Regions from separate parts of the Mus musculus genome. Here region 2 is linked to region 1. The links are chromatin contacts, called in public promoter capture Hi-C maps. All regions are on one chromosome and are shown on one strand. The core of a region is the stretch at or near the end of the contact, and the rest is flanking DNA. Distances in the headings are between cores, read along the strand shown. Region 1 holds the start of Olfr432 (olfactory receptor 432). Region 2 holds the start of Olfr220 (olfactory receptor 220).

Region 1 (6,320 bases), core at 2,689-5,188:
AGCCTATAATCCCTGAACTCATCATGCCTTCCTCATCATTCTTAGCTAATTGAAAGTTTCCTCCTAAGTAGGCTGATTTCTTTCAACTATTACCCCATGTCCTTCTAGATATAGTCCACTTCCCTATCAACGTAACTCTGTGTCCTCTTTACCCCTATCTCCACTTTAAATGTAAACCCATCAAGCCCTACTTGGGGTGCCAGAATATCCTTAGATATGTGACCTTCCATGAATAAGGCCCATATCCTTAAAGAAAACTGACTCTCCCCCTACCTAAAGCTACCAGTTACCAATAGCTCCTCAGCTTAGACCGGGACTTCATGTCCATCTCTGCTCTCCATGCTGTGATTTTGTCTGGCTTGATGTTAAACAAGTCTAGTGGATGCTGTCATAACTGATGTGAGTTCCTAAGGATATCTGCCTTGTTATGTCCAGAAAAAATATGCTTGTTGTACTCATCCACACTCTCTGGCTCTTATAATCTTTCTTTTTACTCTTCTATAATGTTCTTAATATTATAAAGTATTCACTTATTCACTCCTTATTTCTTATAATCATTTGACATTTTTTAAATGTTTACTAATGGCCCAGTGAATTTTTGTACATATTATGTACAGTCTTACTTTCAAAAAATAGAATATTTTAAAAGCCACCTGGATTTGCTCTAGATTACAACTCAATGGTTACACATTGCTCTTCTACTTGATGCTAGATAGCATGTACCATTTCTATGCTCAGGTATTTATATCTGATTATTAATAAGCCGAGAGACATAGGTAATGGTATGCATAGTCTATTCAGTTAATGGAGAGATCTCATTAAATGTAGAAATTGGATGACATCTCTTAGAGTTGGCAGACAAAAGAGGAATGGAGAAGGACAAATGTGATGTGAAGGTAAGATAAATTCAGAGGATTAACCTTGCCACTCTGAGACTGCCCCATTGTTAATTTAAGAGTTTAGATGAACAGTGGCCACTGAATTGTTTGGGACTGGAGAAGATACAGCATTGTATTGAAGGACAGTTGCAATTATTTACCCAAGTGAATGGTCAAATATTTCATAGGAAGTACGCTATAGTCCCTGCCCATCCTGAAGCTGTATTAGTAGTTATAACCAATGTATATATTATATCTTGGTGTCCAGTGCTAAACTTTCCACAGGAAGCTCAATGTCAGGGATCGAGTATTTTATTCCCACTTAATGTGACCTGTCTATTATTATAAAGAGAATACATTATTACTTTCACTTAACTACTGTATCTTCCCTTGTCTTTTTCATTGACATTAAGAAGACAGTACCTTTGGATCAATGAACAAGTTTAATGCTTCACACTCAGTGGGTAAATCCAGTTATCTTGTTATTCATCTGGACTGTAAATCTATCCAAATGAAAATCTGAGATAGTACTCAGATGAGATTTAAAAAAAATTCAGATACTGATATAAAGAGTTTTAAAGAAAATTAGAGTACAAATATTTTGTAAAAAAATAAAAAAAGAAAGAAAGAAAGAAAAGAAAAAAAGAAACAAACTTATTGCATTAAGATGTCCAGGGGAAAAATGGTGGTGACATTTATTGAGAACTGGTAGCAATCCTATTGATGGGGATTTAGAATACTGCATTTAGAATAGCATTAGCAGAGAACTAGAGATATTGTGCTGCAGGTAAGTATACTTGCTGTTCTTACAGAGGACCTTATGGAACTCTAAGCACCCATCTCTGGCTGCTCATACTGCCTGTAACTCTAGCTCCAGATGATCTGATGCCTTCCTCTGGTCTTTGAGCACACATAAATAGGTACGCAGGTATACAATACAGATAAATCAATAATTTTAAAAGTAAAATAAAATCTGGAATACTACCAGAGAATACTGCAGTGGCTAGGAAGAAGAGAGAAGTACAAAGCAAAGCCCCTATGAGATGTGTCAAGAGGTGCTAAAGTAGTACAAGCAATGCCTTATTTCAGGAGTCGTATTTCCTCATTTGTCTTCACCACCAACTCAACGTGAATCTTGATCCAAACCAACACTTCCTCTGTGGCTGAAGTTCTGTAACTGAAGAAGTTTAAGTTACAGGTTCCCGAAGCTCAGCACCCATCCGACATGGTGATAGCTTGTTTAAGTTACAGGTTCCCGAAGTTTCTGACATGGTGATAGCTTATGATTCTCTAGTTATTGATTGATTTGTACTAGGTTCCTTATGGACAGCCAACCTTTATTAATATCTGCAGAACATTGGACCAGAGAACCCATTATGGCCACTGCAGTATGAGGTGATGGTATGAAGGAAGAAATAGGGTCATTCAGCAGAAAACAAAAAGCTACCGTGTGGATTAGGTTGTTAAGTCATAAGGCAAATGATGCAGAATGATGGCAAATCTCCAGGCAAGTGTAATTTTAAAGGGGCAAAGCAATTCCCCTTTCCTAAAGTTGTTATTCTTTATGTGTGAATGAAGATATGAGTACTAGATTGTTTCCTTAATGTCATGTTATATGGTCATTGCAAGACAGGCAATATCCCTGGATTAGATTGCAGAACTCCAAAGTGTAGATGCAGAGGTAAGTCATTGGCGAGACACACACATCTCATCTGACTCATTTCTGTGGGCCTCACTTCTTGCCCCAGAGGGATCCATACTGAGAGTTAGTCATAGTAACCTCAGGGAACGTTTATTAAGGAGTTTGTGGGAGAGCTTTGTTTCCAGGAGCAGGAATTATAAATAAGGGAGTGTCTTGGGATAGAAGTGATACCAAGAAGAATGAGACTAGTTCTGTTGTAACCAAAAGAATGAGGTAATGGTTGGAGGTGGCACACAAGAGGTAAGAACAGCAAAAAAAAAAAAAAAAAAAGCAGCAGGAGGCAGCTGAATAATTGACCTTTTCTGAATAATTTCCATTTGAGTATGAGCATGACATTCTGCAGATATTAATAAAGGCTGTCCATGAGGAACCTAGTACAAATCAATCAATAACTAGAGAATCATAAGCTATTACCACGTCAGAAACTTCGGGAACCTGTAACTTAAACTTCTTCAGTTACAGGACTTCAGCCACAGAGGAAGTGTTGGTTTGGATCAAGATTCACGTTGAGTTGGTGGTGAAGACAAATGAGGAAATACGACTCCTGAAATAAGGCATTGCTTGTACTACTTTAGCACCTCTTGACACATCTCATAGGGGCTTTGCTTTGTACTTCTCCCTTTCTCCTACCCACTGCAGTATTCTGAAGTGTATCTCCCACTAGAATACTTCCAGAAAACACATCCTCTTAGCCAATGGATTATTCATGTTTCCCAAAAGTATTCAGCTTTGAGATATGTTCCTAAGATAGCCTTGTTTCTTGTCCATCATTTTCTCTTTCCACCTTTGATAAGAACCTTGATGAGTTCTAAACAAACCTGGAGAACCCCCAATAAGACTTAGATGTTAATGAATGAACATAAGTCTCCTTTTCCTACTATATCCTAGTTGTTGAATCCAGTATACAATAAGGATCATAATTTCGAATTATCATGGGAGCACTTAACTAGGAATGGTAGGAGAAAGAAGCAGAATTTTCCTATCATTTTATTTGTTGGGATTTTTCTTTTTTTTCTTTTTTTTCTTTTTTCTTTTTCTTTTTTTTTCTTTTTTTTTTTTTTTTTTTTGGCAAAGCAGAGAGGAGAAAATCTTAGGCCTGACTGCTGCCATAGTCTACAAATGTTGTTCTGTGAATTAAAACAATAATTCTATGTGGCCACTGTCACCAACAGATATTAAACAAACCACTTCTGACTACTAGTAGTCAAATCCTCTTTCATCCTGTAGATGGAATGGATTGAGTAGACAATATGTGATTTTGACTTGTGTGTTCTATACTTTGGTCTCTGGGGAACATTGTCCAGAGGAAAAACATAAAGGTGATTATTTACTGCCTTTTTCTTTCATTCCCAGGAATCATGGATCATGTCAACTATACCTGGACACGGACCTTCATCCTTGCTGGTTTCACTACCTCTGGCACCCTGCAACATCTTGCAGTTTTTGGAACCCTGTGCATCTATCTCCTCACACTGGCAGGGAACTTGTTCATCATTGTCTTGATCCAGGCAGATTCAGGGCTGTCCACTCCCATGTACTTCTTTATCAGTGTCCTCTCCTTCCTGGAACTCTGGTATGTCAGCACCACAGTGCCCACCTTGCTGCATACCTTGCTCCATGGGCCTTCACCCATCCCCTCGTCTGCATGCTTTGTCCAGCTGTATGTCTTCCACTCCTTGGGCATGACCGAGTGCTACCTGCTAGGTGTCATGGCTCTGGACCGCTACCTTGCTATCTGTCGTCCACTGCACTACCATGCACTCATGAGCAGACAGGTACAGAAACAGTTAGTTGGGGTTACATGGTTGGCTGGTTTTTCAGCTGCCCTGGTGCCTGCAGGTCTCACTGCCTCTTTACCTTATTGTTTGAAAGAGGTGGCCCATTACTTTTGTGACCTGGCACCAGTGATGCAGTTGGCATGTGTGGACACTAGCTGGCATGCTCGGCTTTATATTGCAGTGATTGGCATGATCAATACATGCAATCTTACTTTCATCTTGGGACTCTATGGAGGTATTGTGAGAGCTGTGCTGAAGCTGCCTTCAGCTGCTAGTCGTGCAAAAGCCTTTTCCACCTGTTCCTCCCATATAACCGTAGTGACACTGTTCTTTGGCTCTGCCTTCATTGTCTATGTGGGCCCACCAGAGATTCGAGCTGAAGGCAGAGACAAGCTTATTGCCTTGGTATATACTTTGCTCACCCCTTTCTTCAACCCTATTATTTATACTCTTCGCAATAAGGAAGTAAAAGAGGCTTTTAAGAGGGTCACACAGAGGATTAATGCTGTGCTGAAATGACTTGAAGTCTGCTAGGTTTATTGTATTCCATCATATGAAAATTGAAAGATTTCCCTGCTTATTGTATAGACAATTAACTAGTTGTTTCGATGATATGTCAAATTTTCAACTCATGAAATCTTTCATTAGGACACATTGTAAAATGTTGTAAGACAAATATAGTCCCTGAACCTACCAACGTAGGAGTGGGTGAGGACACAGATTTGAAGGGGAAGAAACAAAATGACGTTCACCTTTTCTCAGGCAGATGGAACTTAGTTAGAAAGTGAGTTGGTTTAATTTCTAGAATCTGGTCTGGCTATGTGTTAATGTTTCAGACCGGATTTTTGAAGAAAGACCAAGAAGATATTGAAATTAGTTAAAGATTTTGGAAGAGAGCATTGCGCAAATGTTGGGATGGACACCAGGGAGATATGAAAACAGAACACAAAAGTACATGGAGTTCAGTACATTTGGACAATATTCTGATAAATAATGTTGGAAGATGGAGTGGAGGTTTCCTCTAATAGGAAAGAGAGTGGGATGAGAAACAAAGTAGCCTAGTCAATTGGCATTATAAACAATTTATAAAATCACTGTCTGCACTCTGAATTGAGGCGACCAGGAAACATGGTGGGTACAGGTCCTGTGGGAAGAACTGACTTTTTGAACCATGCAAAGATGTAAAGACAAAAGGATGAATGTCTTCAGTTCCCTGCACTCATGAGCAGACAGGTACAGCTATGGCTAGCAGGTACCACTTGAGTGGCTAGCTTTACAGGTGACCTGGTGCCTGCATGTCTCACTGCCATGTTGCTTGAAAGGGATAGCCTGTTACTTTTGTGACCTGGCACCACTAATGCGGTTGGCATGTGTAGACACAAGCTGGCATGCTCGGGTTCATGGGGCAGTGATTGGTGTGGCCACTGGATGCAATTTTGTCCTCATCTTGGGACTCTATGGGGGTATTCTGACAGCTCTCCTGAAGCTGCCTTCAGCTGCCAGTCGAGCCAAAGCCTTCTCCACATGCTCCTCCCATATGACAGTGGTTGCACTGTTCTATGCTTCTGCTTTTACTATGTATGTGGGTTCATCTCAGAGCAGACCTGAGGGCACTGACTAGCTTATTGCCTTAGTGTATGCCCTCCTAACTCCATTCCTATCATCTATTCCCTTCGCAACAAAGAGGTGAAAGAGACCATGAAGAGGGTCGGTGACAAGATCAGGACTTTGTTGAGGGACACCTAATTATCTCTTTTGACATTACCCACATTCAGGGTAAATAAAAAACTCAAATGGCTTGTGAATCATTTTGCAGAATCAAAATAAATGCCAATAAGTGTACCACTAAATTTAGCACTTACTATGATGCACACACACTCAGTGTTTTGGACAGATCAATTAAAGATAGAGGAGAATGAAGGAAAGGCAATTTTCTCTGAATTCATTTCAGCATGATGATGA
Region 2 (6,313 bases), core at 3,501-6,000, 400 kb after region 1:
TGGCCTAAGTATCATTGTAAGAATGATCTCAGACAAAAAGACCCAAGACCCTAATTATATTTAGAAATTGGACGGAGTTCCTATGCTGACCAGACGTGGTGGGGCATTTGAATGTTAGATACGCATGGTTCTGATTTCAGAAAGCAAATCGGTGCTTTGGTGAAAGAATAACAACATCCTATGCAACCCCAGGACACAGATCATGGACTCAAAAATGTGCAATCTCTGTGTTCTGAAGAGAAAGGCTATGACCTCCAACCACAGACTCTTTCTTAATTGGTGATATTGTTTTAGGTACTGAAACTTCCATCCCTTGTAGGATGGGTAGAAACATTGGTCAGTGCCTTGTTATTCATAAATTTGGAAGAGTTTTAAATCTTTTAAACTATCTGGTTCCATGCAGTCCCCAAATTCATGTAGCTAATATTTAACATCCCCCTTTTACTTCTTTAGCTATGTGTGTCTCTCTGTGCATGCGTGCTCACACCTACACACACACACACACACACACACACACACACACACACACATACACACATACACCCATACATACATTTATAGGTATACAATAGACATAAAGCAAAAAAAAGTTGTGCAATGCATTTTTATAATTCTATTGAAATAAAACAATCAGTTAAGGTGATTTTCCCATAGAACTGACATTGTGTTGTATAATTAATTTAATTTAATTAAATATGTAAGATAACCAAGATTGAAGATTACTAGGGACTGGTACATAATCATTAACAAATGGCTACTCTGGCAACATATAGCCATTTAACTTTAGAGAAAACGCTAACATCTTAAATCATCTTAAATCGTCTTCTCTGTTAGAAAGAAAAAATCCTAAAGATAAATACCATTGATTTTATGATATTATTATTTGGGAATTTCCTCTAGCTCTTGATTCTCATTTCAGGCCTTTAATTACTTCTTAAATTTTTTTCTCATATAGAGCTCTATGAAAACTAAAGATAGAACTTAAGGTTCAGTCTCAAAACATAGACAATGAGATGGTCATAAACACCCAAGGCGACAGCACTCCTGAGGCTAAGACAGGAGCCTGAGGTTCTCTCTCTCTCTCTCTCTCTCTCTCTCTCTCTCTCTCTCTCTCTCTCTCTCTCTCTCTCTCTCTCTCTCTCTCTCTTTCTCTCTCTCTCTCTCTCTCTCTCTCTCTGTGTGTGTGTGCGTGTCTGTCTGTCTGTCTGTCTGTCTCTCTCTCCCTCTCTCTGTCTCTCTCATACACACACACATCATATATGTTTGTATGTGTCCCACTTAATACCATTTATCCTCACATATACATATACTAAAGCAATTGTATATTGATTATTTAATCTCAATTCTGTCACTGAGGCTAGTAAGCTACTAGCAGTGTCATTATGAGATAAATATTGAACATTCCCTAGATCAATTGGGGAGCATGACACATATTCCTGCTAAGTCCCTGACTGCAGAGTTCTCTGGGAATGGCATCAGTGTGCTTTCAGATACGCAGAGTGAGGCAGCTCTCAGCAGTGGTGATGCTTTCATGCATTGGACACAACCTCCCCAGGACTTGGTTGCTGCAGAACACCCTCTGGAGGCGAGGCGACTCAGTAAGAAAGTCACAGTCTCTCTCTCTCTCTCTCTCTCTCTCTCTCTCTCTCTCTCTCTCTCTCTCTCTCTCTCTAGTCTCAGAAACTGGTAGGATGTGATTCAAACAAGCCAGCCCTGGAGATTTGGAGCCTCAACTCCTTAGTATATTTACATTGTGTGTATCTTTGATAAAACATTCTCTCAGTTCATGTATTCATTTTCTTGCTGATCAAAATACAACAATTATATATATTCCAATATTATAGTTTAATTCCATAGTTTATACCTCTATTTACTATGATAGGTTAGAGTTTCAATGCAACGATATTGCACTTCTAATTATTAATTTTACTCAATGACTAAAGATCTCAGAGCTAAGACTCACGGTATAAGGAAGAAATGGTTCAGACAGACTCTGATATACTGTCTGATACTCTCTTCTGTCTATTTTTCCATGTGTCTTATGTTAATTTATCTCTGGTTCTGAACACGTGTCTGGACATCTTTATTGCTGTTGGGTATCAAAGAGGAAGGAATGAGGGTGACATGGTTTCAATGAAAGCATTTCCTTTGTGTTCTTTGTGTGTTGGATGATATCCTAGAGCCAGCTTAGAACTATATTGTCTGTTATGATTCTTTAGAGGCAATGGGAAATGCTTGCAGAATAACACACGTTCTTTTCTCCTTTTATTTTTATTATTAGTTAATCTTTTTTTCCACTCTAGTCGCTATCCTTCTCCGATCTGCCCTCCAACTGTTCCTCATCCCATTCCGCCTCCCCTGTCTCCAAGAGGATGTCCCCACCACCCCTCACACCTCCACCTCACCGGACCTCCCCACTCCATGGGGCTTCACATCTCTTGAGGGTTAGGTGTGTCTTCTATCACTGAGGCCAGATCCAGCAGTCCTTGGCTACATATGTATCAGGAACCTCATATACATATAGGCACCAGCTAGTGCATGCTGCCTCATTGGTTTGCCTGTCATTTTCTAGAATGTAAAAATGTGTGCAGTAACTGACCTAAGCACTTGGATCTGGAAGTTGAAACATACTAGCATAGACCAAAAATCATCCCCCAAACAGCAACGCAAACCCTTGTTAGTCGAAAAGGAATGATTTAAATGGAGATGTAGAGAAAGAAAGACAAATAGAAATTGAATTCAGAGATTAAAAGAAAAAAAGATGATGAAGAAAAATCTGAGGACTCCTAAATCTCACATTTGTAATCCCTACTGACACCACAGTTCTACTAGTGAAGATTAGACTGTGGTCATCAATGTCTCATTTTTGCTTTTATGTATGCATGGAGATGTATGCGCATATGAAACTATATCCTGGATCAATGAGATGGGCCAGCAGGATTCTTGCCACCTCATCTCTGATGACTGGAGTTCTATCTGCAGAATCCACATAATAAAAGACAGAACAAACTCATGTAGATTTTCCTGTGACTTCAACACACACACACACATGAATGCATGCACACCCACAAATGATTAAATGCAAAAATAATTAAAGAAAATTGCATTCCAGCATAAAACAAATGTTAAATTTGCTCAGCAGTTTCTCTCTCTCTCTCTCTCTCTCTCTCTCTCTCTCTCTCTCTCTCTCTCTCTCTCTCTCTCCTCTCTCCTCTCTCCTCTCTCCTCTCTCCTCTCTCCTCTCTCCTCTCTCTTTCTTCCCCCTCCCCTCTCTGTTTGACCATTGCTTCAGGAAATGGCCCTCTCTGATTTGTTCTATATATTTATGCCCTAAAAACATTGATGTTGAGAAATAAGGAACAGGAATGACTGGAGGAAAAAAAAAAGGACAAATTGTAAAAGTGCTGGAAACCAGGGACTGCTTCTGTTCTGAGAAGTTCTGGAGGAAGTCTCAGCCCATCCTTGAGAGGGGCCATGCTTGGCTTAAGTACCAGAAAAGAAGTCCTACTAACAGAAAAGATTTTTGTACTATCATTCCCAAATCAATGAGTTCTTTAACATTCAGAAAACTGTCAATTTCTTCCTCCTTTTCCATTAACAAATAGCTGACATTTTCACCATTTCATTTTTCAGTTTTCTTATTGGTAAGATGGGGAGGGGCAAATTATAGAGAAGAAAATGTGTGTTGATTTGGGCCTAAGAACAGTAGCTTTGAAAAAATAGCAGGGCTGGTGAGATGGCTCAGGGGTTAAGAGCACCGACTGCTCTTCCAAAGGTCCTGAGTTCAAATCCCAGCAACCACATGGTGGCTCACAACCATCTGTAACGAAATCGGATGCCTCTTCTGGAGTGTCTAAGACAGCTACAGTGTATTTACATATAATAAATAAATAAATATTAAAAAAAGAAAGTATTATTTAAAAAAAAAAAAAGAAAAAATAGCAGTAGATACCTATAGGAACTTAAATGCTAAATCCCATTTGATGTTTACAAAATGCAGATGGCATCCTATGATGCTTACCTAAAAATAAAATAACAAATATTTTTGAAAGCTTATATGCTATGTTCTCTTAGCTAGACAACAACAAGGGTGGGGTTTAAACCTATATTTGTCATATTGTCCATCGAGATGGCTATACAGTGGATTGGATTGAAAGAAATGTCCATCAAATTATTCATCCAACTTTATCCTCTGAGAAGGTTGTAAGTGTTCATATAGCACTTTTATTTGATATGAACCTGTAGGTGTGTACAACTGTTGCTTTGTAATACTTTAGGTTAAACAAATCTGTCTCTATTTTGCAGATAAGTAGGAGACTGAAACTAACCTCCTCATCATACAAATTACACCTAGTGAGAAACTGAATCTCCTACTTCTCTTACACTGGGATACAAGGGATGCTTTGACCATAGTGAAAGGGTGATATAAAGATGCAAAGGGCCTGCCTTATGCCCAGCAGTGATATGCTGAAAAAGCACAGTGCTTGGACTCCAGAGGTCTAATTGTACTGCTCTATGACCTGGACAAATCACACCTCATAAGCTAATATTTTAAAACTCAAAATACAGACTCCCTATACCTAATTGATGCTCAAGAGTTTCAGTTCATAATTCAAGTAGACACAAATACATAAAAGCAGGAAGGCTCTCATTAGGATTAATTGCTAGAGGCAGGTTGTCAGTTTAATCAATCTCAGGGTAGTTCTTGGGACACAGAAGGAACTGACGTTGCCTATGCACACAGCCAGCCATGGTTATCAAGGGTCTGCAAGTAGACAATTGGACTGAGACAACACATTTTGTTCTTCTTGGATTTCCATCACGACCAGCCTTCCAGTTTCTGCTCTTCTCTGTCTTCCTGGTAACCTATCTGCTGACACTGGCAGAGAACCTTCTCATCATCCTGGCCATACGCAGTGATGGGCAACTGCACAAGCCCATGTACTTCTTTCTAAGCCACCTCTCTTTCCTAGAGATGTGGTATGTCACTGTCATCAGTCCCAAGATGCTGGTAGACTTCCTCAGCAAGGACAAGAGCATCTCATTCAATGGCTGCATGACACAACTTTACTTCTTTGTGACCTTTGTCTGCACTGAGTACATACTCCTTGCTGTCATGGCCTTTGATCGCTATGTAGCCATTTGCAATCCACTACGCTACCCTGTTATTATGACCAACCAGCTCTGTGGAGTAATGGCTGGGGGATGCTGGTTCTGTGGGCTCATGACTGCCATGATCAAGATGGTTTTCATAGCTCGACTGCGCTACTGTGGCACACCACACATCAATCACTACTTCTGTGATATCTCTCCACTCCTCAATGTCTCCTGCGAGGACTCCTCTCAGGCAGAGCTAGTAGACTTCTTCTTGGCCCTCATGGTCATTGCTGTCCCTCTTTGTGTGGTTGTGACATCTTATGCCATCATCCTTGTCACCATTCTCAAGATCCCGTCAGCTCAGGGTCGTCAAAAGGCCTTCTCCACCTGTGCCTCTCATCTGACAGTTGTAACTCTTTTTTACTCCACAACACTTTTTACTTATGCCCGTCCTAAGCTCATGTATGCCTACAATTCAAACAAAGTGGTGTCAGTTCTCTACACTGTTGTTGTTCCCCTTCTCAACCCCATCATATACTGTTTGAGAAATCGTGATGTAAAAATGGCCCTAAAAAAGACTATACTTTGCAATAGAAGTGGTTCTGGGGGAGATGGGGATTTTAGTAGTTAAAAAATTTACAGAATCACACTGGAGCGATAGCTCAGCAGTTAAGAGCACTAGATACGCTTCTAGAGAACCTCAGTTCAATTCCCAGCACTCACATGGGAGTTCACAACCCTCTGTTAGTCCAGTTTCAAGAGATCTAATGCCCTTTTCTAGCCTCCACTGGCAACATGAAGCACATGGTGCACAGACATACACAAACCACCCATATGCATAAAATAAAAATAAAGTTAAATTAAAATTAAAATTTTTGTTCTGGTATACTTAGGTCGATGGCCACTGTGCATTTCCTAAGTTGGACTGTATTTATTCATCAGCCACACAGTACTGCTAAGACTTTTTAAAAATTATACATAAAATTCAACGAAACAAAGCAAAACATATTTACAGCGTATATTACAACTTCATTCAAAATCCTTTTAAATAAATTTGTACATGAAGATGCTATGATCACCTGTCCAAATATTGGGTGGCGTGTGAATAAGTGCATTCATTTGTGGGGTCCAGAAGGCAACATCAACTACCTTCCACTACCCTTGTTTTTTGCTTTTTGTTTTTTGTTTTTTCTTTTTTCTTTTTTCTTTTTCATAT

What was found. Promoter capture Hi-C pulls out the DNA fragments that hold promoters and counts their contacts.
Region 2: a contact with region 1 is called in a promoter capture Hi-C map of the HPC-7 cell line. The contact joins the promoter of Olfr220 here to the promoter of Olfr432 in region 1. A contact is called at or near these places in 8 of 39 promoter capture datasets (the C10 cell line, the HPC-7 cell line, cranial neural crest and 5 more) and 1 of 9 other capture datasets (liver).

What each region holds. Positions count from the first base shown.
Region 1 is chr1:174,046,437-174,052,756 of GRCm38.p6, forward strand. Olfr432 (olfactory receptor 432) reads left to right here and starts at 3,939. Exons shown (of 1, transcript NM_146716.2): 1 at 3,939-4,877. The coding sequence starts at 3,939. The coding sequence ends at 4,877. It also overlaps the pseudogene Olfr431-ps1.
Region 2 is chr1:174,443,875-174,450,187 of GRCm38.p6, forward strand. It overlaps Olfr220 (olfactory receptor 220), which reads left to right and starts at 4,751. Exons shown (of 1, transcript NM_207694.1): 1 at 4,751-5,728. The coding sequence starts at 4,751. The coding sequence ends at 5,728.